Regions from separate parts of the Sus scrofa genome. Here region 1 is linked to region 2. A link is a contact called in public Hi-C data. All regions are on one chromosome and are shown on one strand. Each heading gives the region's core, a stretch centred on a gene start, on an enhancer-like site or on the middle of the called end of the contact. The rest is flanking DNA. Distances are from core to core; before and after follow the strand shown.

Evidence for each region. A called contact is a pair of places that touch in the nucleus more often than the background predicts.
Region 1: a Hi-C map of liver shows a contact between it and region 2, with 1.7 times the contacts expected there. The contact joins two enhancer-like sites. A contact is called at or near these places in 6 of 47 Hi-C or Micro-C datasets (alveolar macrophages, fetal heart ventricle, heart right ventricle and 2 more) and 1 of 2 datasets of contacts at active chromatin or transcription factors (skeletal muscle).

The regions. Positions count from the first base shown.
Region 1 is chr14:124,127,603-124,130,575 of Sscrofa11.1, reverse strand. No RefSeq gene overlaps it. Among named protein-coding and RNA genes, the nearest start is that of DCLRE1A, 33 kb to the left of the region's middle. Within about 2 kb of position 1,320, at least 11 of the 83 cell types and tissues checked have an H3K27ac peak or open chromatin away from gene starts, as enhancers often do. A contact at or near this core is called in liver, where this site is marked.
Region 2 is chr14:124,035,455-124,038,638 of Sscrofa11.1, reverse strand. The region is part of intron 2 of CASP7 (caspase-7); the gene reads right to left. Among named protein-coding and RNA genes, the nearest start is that of CASP7, 19 kb to the right of the region's middle. Within about 2 kb of position 1,333, at least 8 of the 83 cell types and tissues checked have an H3K27ac peak or open chromatin away from gene starts, as enhancers often do. A contact at or near this core is called in liver, where this site is marked.

The DNA.
Region 1 (2,973 bases), core at 71-2,570, 92 kb before region 2:
CCCTTTCAGAGATGAATATGAGTGGGTAAAGCACCCTCCCTCCTCAGCACAGCTATTTGACGACGAAAACCTTTTGGTAGAAATGGCCACCAATCAAAGAAAGAGGGGAAAATTTCCAGCTCCAATTAAACATGGTGAAACTAATCAAGTGGGCTGGGAATACGAACATCATAACATGAGGATCAAAGGAGTAAAGGGTTAGTGTTGCAAACAGGCCTTGGGTATCATCATCATACAACCAGCAATTAATTTAGGATTCTTTGAGAAGAGATACTGCTGATGTAACAGGTGCAGTCAAGAAAATTGGGGGCTTCGTGTCCAGAAACTACAATTTGGGCCTGGTTCTGCCACTAATTTTGTGACCTCGTGCAAATAAATTCACTTCCCTGAACTACTAAAACAAGGTTTGCTTCCTCTGCTAGATGAGAGAGCTGATGGATCTCTAGGTCATGCCTCTGTACTTTTGTGAGTCTGCTAGCTCACTTGCTGTTTTTTCGGAGTGCTTCATGCTTTCCCAGGACTTGAACAAGATAGTTTTGGTCAAGCTACTTCTCAAAATAAATTTGGTCTATGGTATTAAAACATGTCAGAGGAGAAAATGTCTTAAACCAATTTATTTCTTTAGGCCATGCCTGTAGTGTGCAGAAGTTCCCAGGCCAGGGATCCAACCTGCACCACCATAGTGACAATGCCAGATCCTTAAGCTGCTGAGCCACCAGGGAACTCCTTTTTATCATTTAATGTAAATGCATTTAAATTAAATATAAATACATTAAATTAAATATATATGTGGATGTAAGTGTGTGTATATATATATGTGCACACACACACAAACAAATAGTATAATTTCCTCCAGCTTAAATTTGGGGCCTCGGAGATGGAGCAATGGAAGAATTGGTCCCTTAGAGTGGTACGAACTAAAGGGGTTGCATTGACTCTAAAATGGGGCCAGAAGCCAATAGCAACAGACCAGCCCATCAGTCAGTGAATGAAAGGTGGGTGAGCAGAGCTCATTCTTTCTTCAGGATTCTCAGGGCATAGTGAACACATAGGAGCAGAACACATCCACAGATGCAGATTATTCATTTTGATAAGCAAGGTGTCAATGCAGGCAACTGCTAAGACCCGTGTATTATAGCAGCTGCCAACAACGACTTACAGTTTAAAACCGCGGTGTCCACATTCAGCCTAGAGACGCAGTACAGTAGCAGGTTGGCAGATCTATGGAAACTCCTCTGTAATTCTGTTGGTTAATAACACATGGCAGTGCCCGCTCCTCCCCTACTCTTGGAATAAATGGATGATCCAAAGGCATCAACGAGAAGGATATGGCTGAAGGTTTGGGGTGGCTTTGGGGAGAATTAGAAGTTGAGTGACCCTGAGGAAGTACTCACTTATTTCCTACTTGTGGGAGAAAATTTTGCATCCTGTTCCCTTCCATATACACAGGATTCCCTCTGTAGGCTTAAGGCAGCCAGGTTCCCAGACAGAACCTGGGCTTAATTCCTTAGAAGGCAAAGCAAGACCAGTGTCGATGCAGAGGTCTGACCCCCAGTGGGAGCACAAGAGGACAGAGCTATTCTGCTTTGGGGAAAAAAAAAAGAGTGATTTTTTAAAGTTCCATTCTTTTCTCACTCTATGTGTCTCCCTTTCTCTCTCAATCACTCTCTGGAGATGGCTTTTCAACTGCAAGTTAGATGGATCCAAACACACCAGCATGCAACCCCCCCTGATAATTGTTCAACTATGCTGGCAACTCCTATCTTTCCCAACAGCTAAATGTTCAAAGGATAATAAGCATTACCCTCTGTTTATCCCTAAAGAAGTCCATGGAGACAATTTTTCATCATTTCCTGGCTTGGTGAGAGAGGATGTTGCTAACCAACTGCCATTTTACTGGTCAGCGTTCAGTGTCAAGACTACAGGGCAGCTGGTTTTCTTCACCGATAAAAGAATGAAAGACCTTGCTTGTAAATAGCTTTGTCTGTGTTAGCAACCTCTTAAGTTTGTCTTGCTACCCTTCCATACCCCAACCGCTACTTCAAAAGCTCTGCTGTTCTTAGGCTGTGAGTTACCCTGGTGACTAATCTTGCTAATCCGTTCCTGGAGGCTGTCTTTGTGGCAGAGTCTTAGCGCCTGCTTGTGTTGGCTTTGAGTCTGGTGGGACACCGGTGACCCTGTGGACATTGCATGTTTGCCTGTTCCTGGTAATGGGTGTGTTTGCGTGGACTGGATGGGGAGGAAGGGCTTCCTTGGTCAGAGCTGAGCAGGGGTGTGCTACTGAATTTCTCCACCACTTTGCACACTCCTGGCGTATTCATCCTAAAAATAAGAAAGGTAATGTATTCCCAGATAATGCCAAGCCTGCAGACAGCAGTCTCTCAGCTTTTTGGAGGTTCTGAGTCTCACCTGTTAAGTTCCGCTAGCAGTTGATTCTTTCTACCTATTCCATCTTCTTAAAAATAGTCACCTGGCAGACTTTGCAACAGCTTGTGGAAAAGGAGGTTGAAGAGCGGAAGAAGAAAAGAACAGGGTGCCTAAGGGAGCCAGAAAGGAGGGAAGAAGAGGAGGAGGGAGAGAAGAGACGGGGGAACGGGAAATGGAGGAGGAGGAGGGAGAGGGAGGAGGTGGACGAAGAAGAGGAGGAGAGAGAAGAGGAAAAGGAAGAAGAAGAACAGGAGTGGGGAGGAGGAAGGGGGGTAGGGAGAACAGGAAGGAGAAGGCAACAGATGATGAAATTAGACCTTTTTTTTTTTTTTTTTTTTTTTTTTTGAAACAAAGCATTTGCCTTTATCTCTTCTGAGGCATCCAGAAACTTCCCACAGTGGAATGTTCACTTCAGTCACAGAGGGACTTTTTAACTCCTCACGGGTTTCTTTCTGAGCTTAGACAGAGATCGCCGAGATAGCAGCTTAATAAATGGGTGAGAATAGTGAAAACAGCTCTTCTTCATTCCAGAATTCCTCAGAGCAT
Region 2 (3,184 bases), core at 84-2,583:
AGTAGGGGCCAGGAGGGAATGGAGAATGATAAGAAGCTTTCAGAGTTCCCAATTAGAAACTTCTACAGCTGGCTATCCTTCCCCAAAGATAAGATTTTCTAAAAGTGGCTGTTCTCCTTGTCCCGGGTTCATTTGGCCTTTCTGCAGAAGATGCTGGAACATGAGAGAGCGGCCATGACACAGACCCCAACAGGTGGGCACCTGTGCTTCTTTCAAGTCCAGATCAGCAGAAGCCAGCCTTTCTCCTGAATCTGAGAAAAGGTGGAGGAATTATAGATGTGCTCTAAGTCACCAGGAACAAGTATCATTAGTAGTTTTTAATATTGTTTTACGCTTTAGCAAGTGTGTTAATAATTATTACCTCCATTCGTTCTGCAAAGTACAAATGAGAGATATGGAAAGATGCAACAAATTAAAGTTGGTCTGGGTTTTTGTTTTTTTGGCTGAAACACACAGCGGCTTTATGAAGGCTCTCAGTTCCCAGACCAGGGGTTGGACCTGGGCTGCAATGGTGAAAGCATCAAATCCTAACCACTAGACCATTGGGGAACTCCCCGGACAGGGTATTTTTAAAGCCAGATTCTATCACTTCCCATTCTATGCCCCAGGCCCCATTTTGTCCCCTCCCTTTGCTAATTTTCTGCTGATACACTCAGTCTTTAACTTGACCTTTTTACATTCCAAACGCATTGGTCAAAATTACTTTTTTTTTTTTTTAGGGCCACACCTGTGGCACATGGAAGCCCCAGCCTAGGGGTCAAACCAGAGCTACAGCTGCTGGCCTATGGCACAGCTATTCAACTCCAGATCAGAGCTGAATCTGCAAGCTACACCACAGCTCACGGCAACACCAGATCCTCAACCCACTGAGTGAGGCCAGGGATCGAATCCTCATCCTCACGGATACTACTCAGGTTCGTTTTGCTCTGCTACAGCGGGAACTCCCTCCCACAAGAGCCAAGATCACTACGCTAAAGAGAAACACAGGATTCTGGTTGTGAAAGCTGCCGTTAAGTGCAAGGCTATGATAATTCAGACCAGAGAATTAAAAGTTCCAAATCCTCTTAAAAGCTCATGTGTTCCACAACTGGTTGCAGATTTAAACAAAAATAAATCTGGCCATGAAATCACTGTGCTTGGTTAGGGCAGAGAAACTAGTTCATGGCCACCAGGAAAGTCTGGTAGAACTCCTGACTTGGGAAGTGTGTTCAAGGGTGCACTAAAATACAACAGGCAGTTAATTTACAGAAACAGGCTGGTTGACTGTGGTGCTTCCTAACCTAACCATGCTTCACGTTTCCTGGTGTTGTATGTCCTCACTAACACGGGCAAGTGCCAGCACTTCATTGCCCAGATGCTTTCCAGTAAGCTCAGACCTCTGCTCCAAACACAGAGAACGCCAGCATTGATTATCAGGAAGGAACTAGATTATCCTCACTTCTTAGGTCAAGAGCCATTTTTTGGGGGGGCGGGGGGAGGCTCAAATTTCACAGTGCTAGGCCAACTCGGTCATTTCACCAAAATCAAGAGGCAAAAAATGACAACCAAGCTCTGATGGGTTATTTATATAAAAAGACTTCCTTACAGAGACTGGTACAGTAATTTGTACCAGAAAACATTATAGGGGGGAAAAAAAAAACCCCACTGTGCCCACCTCACCAAGCAGTGAAAAACCTTAGAAAGGGCACGAACATTTTTTATAATCCACTCTGGGTACAAGTATAATTCCCCCCCCCATCACCAGAATGGATAAATACAGGTTTTATCTTCTTACAGATCCCCTAGGCTCCTTGAAACGTGAATTATACCTTTCTATATTTGGAAGGGAAGAGAAGCAGGCAAACCCGCTCCTATTTATTTTCTAAAGTGTCTCCCTGAATAGGATTCCCAGTAGCTCCGTCTGTTTGCAGACATTCATCAGCACGAAAGTAAACATACCACCAGGCACACACTTCCCCTGGGGGCTGCTCCATTCGGAACTAGAGCTCTGGTTTTCATAGCTGCTTTGTCTAAATATCTTTGGGATGATTCATTCATGGTTTCAAGATTTCAGGAGAGGGCATCCCCAGCTCAGGACAGGACGGAGAGGAGAGAGGGAATTCGGTACCTCATGTCTCCATCGGAAAGCATCTCTCTCTGCATCAGAACTAGGCTTCGCCCTGTGACAGCAGGCAGCGAGTTTCCTTCTTCTCTGAAATAATAAAAACTCAACATGCTCGGAGCCGAGCAGGGACAGAAGACTGGCACAGCCGGCCCGGCCCTGAAGGCCTGTGCCTGAATCAGCAGTGAACTGCACGCTGGAGTTTTCCATAGGACACTGGGGCTGGGAAAGTCACACTGGCCTCCGCCTTCTCTGCTGACCGGCAGAAATGCCCAGGCTCCACATGGCTGCATCCTCCCCACTCCAGGACAGCTCCCTAGAGAAAAAGCAACTTTCTAGGAACTTGGGATCCCAAGGGGAAAAAACTCCACATTTCCACAAAGAAACAGCCAGTAGCACCATCTTTAAGAGTGGAAAACTGGAAACGATGGGGAAATGGCTCAGCAAGGCACAGAGGAGCCGCAGAATAAAATACTACACAGCTATTTAAAGTGATGAGCGTGCAGATGTGGGAGACCCGCCGAAGTATCAAATCTATAAAAGGTGGCAAAACCGCACACACAGGAATCGCAAAACATGTAAAATGACATGTAAGCGAACCAAAGTAGGAAGTGGGCTGGTGCCGAGTCAAAGAGTTCAAATTTACTGGGTTATTTTTTTCCTTATAAAGATACTCAAGGGTGTAATAAAATAATGAATAAGTCATAAAATAAAAGACCACAGAGGCATACCAAACATCTTAATTTTCAAATGAGGCACACAAACGTTTTTCAAGGGTCTTGAATAAAGCGAATGATTCAGGAGTTACTACCCTTTTCCATTTCACCCTCCAAATGCAATGAGGAAAAGATGAACACATAAAAACCAAAATTATTAGGCAAACACCTCTGCAATGCTTTTCTCAATTTCCTGGTTCAAAGTCACAGTCAATGAAAGGTGTGAAGTGGGAACCACACCTGCTCTCTCGGGCAAACCTCCTAATCCCCCGCCATCCTCAGGCTTGTGAAGGAGAGAAAACTGGCTCTCTATACTCTTCTCTGAAACTCAGTTTGCAAAAATACACTTACACGAGGAAACAAAGTC